Regions from separate parts of the Zea mays genome. Here region 1 is linked to region 2. A link is a contact called in public Hi-C data. All regions are on one chromosome and are shown on one strand. The core of a region is the stretch at or near the end of the contact, and the rest is flanking DNA. Distances in the headings are between cores, read along the strand shown.

Region 1 (4,505 bases), core at 145-2,644, 98 kb before region 2:
CTCAGCAACACGCTGTGTGATGCCGCATATGGTCAATGCAAGTCCGTGTCGTTTACAACGTCCGTCTTCGTGGCGATGACGGCGACCTAAAGGCGCGCACTGTCTCTTTTTGCCGTCCATTGATCCATACGCTATGCAAGTATGCATGATTGGGGCGAGTGTGTGGCGGGGCCCCTTATCGTCTTGCCTGCCTGGTGTCCGAGTGATGCAATGCAAATCAAAGCACAGCGAAAGGCAAAGGCGACAGGCAGCTCATGCTGTGGGCGCGATTTCCCGTCACATTTGGTGTGCTCTGTTGATACACGGAACTGAGGAAGTGGTGGTGGCGTTAAGCTGTTTCTGCAGTGAAATGAAGGGAGGAAAGGTGCCCGGGGCAAGCAAGCAACCAACCAGCCAGGCGTGTGGCTGCTTGCCTCCCTGATCCCTCGGCACCGCCTGCTAGTGCCTCCCCTGAACTCCGTGGAAAAGGCGCCATCCGTCCACTTCGTTCCCCCGCCCCGTTGCCGCCACGAGTGTGCCGTCGTGGTTGGCCCGTCCGCCTGGGCTGCACTCCCGGTGGCGCTCGTGCTGCCAGCCAGCCGTCTCCCTTCCTCCGGTCAACGTGGCAGGGGAGAGGACAGAGGAGGGCTCACCGCACCGGCGCGGTGGCTGGAAACTGGCAAGGGACCATGGCTCGCTGCGAGGTTCGCTGCATCTGCATGGCTACTAGTCCTGCATCCATGGGTCCGGACCCCGGTCCCCGGAGCCGGAGGGATATGCTTTTGGGCGGTCGGTCTGGTCGGGGCGACGACAGCAGGTCAGCAGCAGCCGCGGAACGTGCCATGCCAATCCTAAAGGGCGTCGCAGTCGCTCACTGTTGGGCTGTTGTGGGGTCCCGTGGCTGTCGTCGTCGTCGTCGTAGCAAAGAAACAGTGGATCCATGGTCTGGCGAACACCCCAGGACAGGCTTTGACCGGAACCGGGGCGCTGGTCCTTTGTCCTCTCTCTCTCTCTCTTGAAACAATGGTCGAAACAGTTCTTGACTGGGTCCGGACGTGGCGGCCGATGCTTGTACGGCTCCGCGCGGTTCCACGGGAAGCATCATCATGGCTTTGCACAGAGCACGTACCCTGGGGATACCTCTGCCGCTGCTGCCTGCGCCTGACCCTGACCCTGACCCTGCCTAGTGTGTCTTCTGTTGCACTGGGCAGTGGGCAACTGGGCACTACCACGGGCTACCGACGTGTAGCGTAGCAGCAGCAGTAGATCATTTGGCAGTATGTGACACTGAATCCAGAGTAGTAGCGCCCTAGTCGAGCAGGCGATGATGGCGCTGGCACGTGGACCCTCCACGACCCTGGCCCCCGCCACGCGCTCGGGACCCTCCCACTCCATCCGAGGCACACCGATGCATGCTGTCCTGTCCTGGAGTCGCAGTGTAGTAGGTGCAGCACTAGTAATTGCTGTGCGGGGTGGTGGCCCGGCCCGGTGCTGCGCTCGCTAGACACTCACTGCTGCTGTAGGCAGCGTCGAGCCCAGCAGCAAGCAGCCCACGGCCCACCACCACGGAGAGGGGGAGGCAGGCAGGCGGGGCCGCCAGCCACCCACATCAGTCGAAACGGCATCTAGGCAGGCGCCGCGCCAGTCCAAGCGCGTCGCGACAAGGCCGCTGCTGCCGTCCCTCTCTGCTCGCCCTCGCAGTAGCAGCACGGGCACTGCTGCTGTTGGGGGTGGCCCCTGCCTCTGCCTCACAGGCTACGACTGCCACACGCCCAGACCACCGTCTCTGCCTCGTTTTCCTCGTGGCGACGTCGACGACCAGCGACAGGCGTACGAGTGAGTGTTCGTACGAGTATTCGCTGTAGCAGTCTAGCAGGGCAGCAGAAAAAGTGTGAAGCGTGAAGGAGTCCGCTCCAGCTCCGGCCGGACGCCCGCCGCGTGGGGAGACCGGCGACGGAAACGTACGTACGGACAGACTGAGAAACGTCCAGGGAGAGGAAGACGAAACACGCGTCGGCACGGCACCGCATCTCTGACGTGGTTGCGCCGCGCGCACGCAGACACAGGAGCAGACCGGGCCGGCGGCCGGTTGTTGGCTGTCGGGAAGAAGAAACAAAACAGCACGACGTCGACACCCCCGGGGGGGACGGCGTGTTACATGCTGCTGCATCCATGCCTGCCGGCGTCGCCGTTGACGGGCTGTGGCTGTGGGCCTCATGCGTGCATCCTAGGACGCGCCATCGATCGGTCCTCCTCCCTCCGTCACGCGCCTACTACCTACGACTAATTCGTGGCGTCGCAGGTTTCAGTCTTCCAAGTGCAAAGAGAGTGACCAGCAGACTTGCGCGTTCACTCGCCAATTGTCAGCTTTGATGCAATGCAATGCAACTCCTCTGTTGTGGGTTTAGTATCACGTCGCTTTCATTGGACGCAGAGAAATAAACAGTCAGAATTAGAATTCTGCAAACGCTTCTCCACCGTCACTATCGTCGTCGTTAGTCTGGCAATTGGCGACCCATTGTCAATCCTTTCTCATGCTCCATGCAATTTTAATCATGCTTAATATTGGTCATAAACTCTAGGAAAGGAAAAGGAACCAAAGAACATGACAAGCCATGTTTGGTTTACTGTCTAACTTACCATACTTTATATAACTTTTCTATATAAGTTTAGTTCTTCAATTTTGACGACTAATCTTAGACAAAATATGATACATTTAGTCACGAACCAAACAAGTCCTAGAGCCTCTAACCCCAGGAGAGACCGAAAACACCACCAACCATTTGCCCCCGCTCGTGAAACACTAAGGGCATGTTTGGATTGATGCATAACTTGCCTAACTTTTCAGCCTAAGATTAGTTATTTAATTCAAGGGCATGTTTGAATTGATGCCTAACTTTTCAGCATAAGATTAGTTATTCGAACAACTAACCTTAGGCAAAGTGTGACACAGTTAGTCACAAACCAAACATGTCCTAAAACCACCAACCAGGTGTTATTCTATTCTATGTAAGCATGGCAACGTATGTCTGATAAGAATACAAAAAATTTCCCCGCCTTTTAAAGTACAATGGCGTGCTATCCTCCTTTGATCGGAAGACTGAACCATATTGATGACTCACTTGTGTATCCTTGTTGATGGCGGTTACATCATATAATTTGTATTTTGTATCCTTATGCCGCTCAAGATATAACCGCCAAACGCATCCATTTGCATGTGTGGATGGGTGCGCGATGCAAGGACCTGAATTGTACACAAGGAAGACAAGAGTTCTTCAAGTACGCCCCATTTGATCTGAGAGACTAAAGATTAGTACATCTATTTTAGTTCTATTTAGTCCCTAAATTACCAAATGGTGGGACTAAAACATGAACTAAATTGTTTTAGTCTCTAGTCCCTCAAGGTCAAGGGGTGACTAAAAGAGACTAAACCATATAAATTCCTCTTTTTGTCCCCCTTTTATTTCAGTTGCGCTAATGACGGAAGAATGATAAGGGGTATTTTAGTCCTCTTATGATTCATTTAATGCATTTTAAATTTAGGATGCGTTTGGTTGCGGGACAACTGAGGACAGGGACGTCTCCTAGCGGCTGGCGTCCTCTCTCGTCCCTCCAATTTTGAGGGACAAATGAAGACAACACTGGGATAATCCTGTTCCAACCTCTGACCCTGAAACAAATAACCTTATTTGAGGGATCGTTCTATTCCATCCCGTTCTGTCATTGCAACCAAACGCACCCTTAGTCTATACAACTAAACGTGGTAGAGACTAAACTTTAGTATCCTAACTAAATTTTAGTCATTGGATTAAAGGAACCAAACGGGCCCTTAGATTCCCCAATGTTCAGGTGCTGACCTGGTATTCACGTAGGCAGGGTTCAGAGAGCTGCAATCCAATGGCCCTCTTTGATAGCTGTAAGCTGTACATGCACTTTGCAAGAGGCTGCGTGCAGATATATATAGACATGGAAATAAGGAACTGCGACAATCATATTTTATAGAAGAGCAAACAAGAGGTAGGAAGAAGCAAAAAAATGACTTCTCTCCACAACATATGTTAATTATCTCAGCCATTAAGGGGATGCTCTATGTTGCTTTCCAGGCATTTCAACCCGGAATTTAGACAATTCTAGCATATGCAGTAAACCAATAAAGAAAATTTGGTTCACAAGTGGCATGCTGTATCAACATCAAGATATATTATTTACCTCAGGATACTGATGATATATAGCAAATGGAGCTGAATAAGACAAAAGTGGAAGCAGATCAGCAACAAGACACTCTACTTCGTGGCCAGGGGCAGCAACAATCAAACTGCATCAACAAGAAACCATCATGTTAATCAGAATATGTGCTAATAATAGAAGAATAACCTTCTTCTACAACTTCTGTAACCTGCTAAAGCCATGTTCCTTCCAATATTTCATCTTTTCTGGTGATGGTGCTTTTCCAGGTTTAGGAGATTTTGAAGCATTTGAAGTAGTACCATCACTGTCTTTGCCACCTGCAGATTCACATAGCATCC
Region 2 (5,003 bases), core at 1,628-4,127:
CTAGCTACGTGTACGGCGTGATGGCATAGAGACGTGTGCATGCGGACGGAAGCTTACAAACAGCAGTAGTGGTACACACTAATACGCATGCATGCAGTAGAGCTAGCAGATGGTGATCTGTCGCCTTCAGTTTTGCCTTTAGAGATCGGTGGGAATGAATGTCCTCATCACATCATGCATGGAGATCGATCGAGCTGCTGCTGCTGGTGGTATGGTCGTGCTGCTAGAGTATATATATAGAGAGAGAGAGGTGCCTCAGCGCTGGCGTCGCTCTCCGGCGTGCTGGCTAGCCCACATATGCAGGCGTGCAACACGCGCGCTCGCTCTCCGGCCGGCCGGCCCTACGTACCGTACGTAGAAACCACCCCATAGCTAGCCACGACATGGGCAAGGGGGCGGTGCGGGCAAAAGTTGCTTTCCCTGGGATTCTATTCCCTTCTCGAATCGCGTCGTTGCCGTAAAATATATATGCATGGGTCATATATGTTTTGGTTTATTTGGCCATTAGAAACGTGCGTTGCAAACAGAGCGTTGTGCGTCATCTGCTGAAATCAGATTCTATGTCATGCCGAGACGACGTATATGATGCCATTCTAGCTTTTCTATAAACATAGACCGTGAGCTCAGGTTATGGAAATATGGACTAGACAGACAGTAAAATTTTAAAACTTTTAAGTTTTTTTTTTAAAATATAACGATTTGTGCTATGAAGACCCGGAAACTGGAGAAGTGCGTGTAAACAAAAAGCATATCATGCCATGCTTATTAGGTTCAACTTGCTAACAGTTAGCGATTAAGAATTGACAGAAGTGGATGCAAATATATAATAAACCAATAAATACCACCAGTATATAGTTAGCGATTAAGAATTAACGGCAGGATTACGGAAGCATGACGATCAGGTGACGGGCCGGCTAGCTTGGGTATGTGCATGCGTGCATCGCGTGTGTCATGTCTAATACAATATAATCCAAAGCTAGTGAGTGTACGCATGCACGACGGAAAGTGCGCGTGCTTAGCTTCCCAGTCGTCGTCGTTGCAGCCATGCACGACTGCTCGTGCGTGCTGCCATATATGCTCATCAACCAACTTCACGCTAGCATGCAGCTGCAAACCGCGCGCATGCATGCGCGACGACTACTGACCTACTCCAAATAATGCATATGGCTTCAATATCCGATTGATACTGCTGAAGATGAAGACGATGATATTAAAACGTGTGTGTATATATGTATATATATAGCATTAGCTCATATATATATGATGTGGGCCTGTGACCTACTACTATATTCCTTTGTCTAGTTATTTTCTCCAGATCGACGAGCTAATTAAAGGAGATCCCCGGCCTGTACGTACTCTTAATTGATTAGGTATAATGTTTCTTTCATATATATGATCGATTCCAAGTGCACGCCAGTTCATATGAGCTTCTCGAGAGGGTGATGCATCATGCATGTATAGATGTACTACCTGATGAGACGGCGTGATCCCTAGCTTGTCGGCCAAGTACTTCATCACCACCGCCACCGTCACGTTGCTGTCCCTGCGTGCAAAATCAGTTTCAGATGCCTATGGATTTGTAGGTAGCTCTTTGCTTGCTAGTCATAAAATAGAACAACAAAAAAAGAAGAAAGGATAGAAAAGTACTTGATTCGTAGGTAGCTCTTTGCTATCTGGGGCAAAACAGGCTCTCTGATTCTGCAAGCATATATATATGGGAAATAAAACTAGTTAAATAAACATGCAGCGCGCCGCTCCACGCAACATGCATGAACAAGAACGAACACTACAAATCTAAACAATATGTGCATGCATAATGTGTTACTTATGCCACCTAATTAATGTGATCAAACGTACGTAGGTATGAATATGATGCGTATGTTTGCAAGCACATCGTCGCAGTAAAGGCTAAATAAAGCTGTGGATTTATCATGCATGTGTGCACTTACTGGTTGGGAGCTGCTCGAAGCGTCAGCCACAGCCCGCCGGGCGCCTCCGTTCGCCGCGGCGGGCTAACGACTCTTATGGCAGCGCCGCCGGAGCACCTGATGAACGGAGGAGGAGGCGCCAGCGGCGCCGACATGGCCGACCCGCTAGCTTCCGCCGCCGGTCGATACCGTCCGCGGTCGCCGCCGTAGGACTGGTCGACGTGGTAGCTCCGAAGCGGCAGCGGGAACAACGGCGGCGGCCTCGCACTCGCGTTCCGCTTGTTGTCGTACGCCAAAAGGTACAGCCCCTCCTCCACAGGAGGCGGGGGCGCCGGACCCGGATCCGGAGCCGTGATGTTGTTGTCGCCGGAGGAGGAGGAGGAGGCCGACGACGACGCGGCGGCGAGGCCTAGCTGGAGCCAGCAGTCTCCTTCTTCGTCGTCGTTTCCTGCGGCGGCGGCGGCGCCCGGGGAGCTCGAGCTCCTCGTCCCCGCCGCAGCAGCCTCGTCATCGTCTACTACCATAGTCGCCAGCGGCCGAGGGAATCTTGTTGACGGATTGCTGCTCTGGTCCTCCAACTGGGCGGCGATGCCGACGTAGTACTGGCCGGGGTGGTAGCACGACCTGCCGCGGCTGCTCTTGACGCCGTCATGGTGCAACAGGTTCCTAGTTGTTGGGACCATGGTCATCGATCGTGCTGGTGCATCTCATATCTCAATCACCGACTGCACCATGGCTGCATGTATGGATGAATGGATGGATGGAGAAGAAGCAGGGAGATGCATGCATATGTCTGTGGGGGTCTGGGGGAGTCAGAAGGAAAGAAGGTGAATAACTAGCTGAAGAGAAATGACTTGGAAGGGAGGAGGAAGAAGAGGATTCTGAGTCCTCGCTTTTCTCCTATTCGGGAGCAAGCCAAGGGAGAGATGATGGTGTGGCCTCACTTTCTTTCCCTTTGGTCTGGGACTCTGTGGAGCCGCCTGTGGTCAAGAGAGATGAAATTAATACTAGTACTTGCTTTGTGCAGTTGTGCTGCAAATGAAGAATTATAGTATTATTACTTTATGCCATGATCGTGTTGTAGAATACTAGAATCCATCCATCTCCCTGGGATCGGTGGACGATGGAGAGGCTGAAGAAGGAAACCCTGATGCTACTGTGCGAACAAGTGAAAGTGTCGTGTACGTTGAGGTGACAGCATGGCAACTCCACTACTATCCTAACTTTTGCTAATCTCTCTACACACCAAAAGGTTACTATCTTCAGCCTAGGTGTAGCCTTTCACCACCCACACTTAGGCTCTGTTCGGTTGTTATGGATTTGAGCCCCGGATTGATTACTAGCCGGATTACTTCTCTAATTTATATAGATTTTGATGAGCTGGAATAAATACTGGTCTATTCCGGTGAAACCGAACAGGGCCTTAAGCAACTGCATCCTTTTCCATTATTTATCTATTGGTATATACAGAAAGTAGTTCAATGTTTTGATGGAAAAGAGCATGAAACCACTTGTACGTGAAGCATGCTAAACATTCAGATATTATATGAAAAAAGGTCATTAGAAAAACAAAATATACAGAAAGTTTATGTTACCCAATTTCCATATATAATTCCCTGAATGAGTTGCACTGAGCCTCATGTATTTCTGTAAATTTTTTTTGCATATTTATTCATGTATTACCACCTCTGCATGCGTTTTACAGTAATAATTGAGCTCACAGCTGATTCCTCCTCTACTCATTTGAGTTTGACTAATGTTAGATCACTGTTGTAAGTTGATGGGCACCACTATCAATTCCATGGAATCATTACATCAACTTGACCATATATAGAATACCAAGTGTCTTCAAGAGTTCGTGCATGATCCACAGCAGGATCTCAGCTGGGTACTTAATTAGTTGTCAACCATTGCAGGGGTGAGGCCATCACGTAATGCAGCAGGAACAGATTAAAGAGAGAGAAAAAAAAACAATTTTGCATCTAAACAAAGAGCAAGGGACTACATGCACCCATGCACAGGCCATCTAATGGCTCCAGCATGTAGACGACATATCTACTTTAGTATCAGCCTCATGGTTCATGGCGAGGCCAAAAGTACAAAAATAATACTCTGTGGTCTGTTATGGAGTCCTTTAAGGGACTACGTTTTAATATTCTCATACTCCTTTGGTAATTATAATGCTGCAAATAATCTGATTCAGAGGAACACAATATATCACCCACATCTTTTTTTGTTAAAGTTATCTTGGCCACATTGCATGTGGATCAGTGCCATGAAAGAAAATCGTGGGCACAGCTGCTCAGCGTGCAAGAAATATTCAGAAAATGGATATTATGAGGCATTATATTGCGAGCACAACCTTATACGATGCCGACAATTTCAGATCCCAAGCTAGCATCTGTCCATACTATACTGAATACGTGCTGACCACTACCAGCAGTACGTAAATAACTAGCTTATGGTCTTAATCTTCCTGTGTCGACGTTGGAATAAAGAATACTGTATGTGGGAAGAAGTATGATTTTAATATTTTATTAGAGCTAGTTTAGGAACCCTATTTTTCCAAGAAATTTTCATTTTTCCAGGGAAAATTAGTTCATTTTTCCTTGAGAAAATAAAAATTGCATGGGAAAATAGAGTTCTCAAACTAGCCCTTAACATGCTAATCCCCCCTCGTATTCTTGCGAGTCCTTTATACCTTTTGAAACTCTACTTCTTCCTCTTAATAAAAAGCGTGTCTCATGTTACTGTCGAGAGAAGAAAAAAACTCGGCATCATAATTTCATAATGCACATGAGACATGTACCACCTGCATATACAAACAAAACTGGATTCCTGTTCGCATTTTTTTTGTGTGTGTTGATGATCAGACAATCAGTCCATCGTGGAAGAGAGTAGACACATACACCTTTATTTTTTATGATACATGTTGTCCCTTTGGTAGATGTCATGATGGCAACCAGGCAGCAGTACCTGAGAATTGAGAGGTAGCCTAGCCTCTTGATGTGAGCACTGTTTGGCTGCCTTCAGGCTGGCGTTCTGAGATGAAATGTTGCGTAGAAATTGAAGCAC

The links. Hi-C and Micro-C count contacts between places; a contact is called where the count stands out from the background.
Region 1: a Hi-C map of leaf shows a contact between it and region 2, with 5 times the contacts expected there. The contact joins the enhancer-like site here to the promoter of LOC100274155 in region 2. A contact is called at or near these places in 11 of 25 Hi-C or Micro-C datasets (ear, leaf, leaf mesophyll and 4 more).

The regions. Positions count from the first base shown.
Region 1 is chr8:166,324,345-166,328,849 of Zm-B73-REFERENCE-NAM-5.0, reverse strand. It overlaps the pseudogene LOC103636328. Among protein-coding and RNA genes, the nearest start is that of LOC100273501, 8.1 kb to the left of the region's middle. Within about 2 kb of position 1,394, at least 20 of the 20 cell types and tissues checked have an H3K27ac peak or open chromatin away from gene starts, as enhancers often do. A contact at or near this core is called in ear, leaf, leaf mesophyll and 3 more, where this site is marked.
Region 2 is chr8:166,227,129-166,232,131 of Zm-B73-REFERENCE-NAM-5.0, reverse strand. It overlaps LOC100274155 (RING finger protein), which reads right to left and starts at 2,877. Exons shown (of 4, transcript NM_001148533.1): 1 at 1,950-2,877; 2 at 1,648-1,698; 3 at 1,471-1,543. The coding sequence starts at 2,617.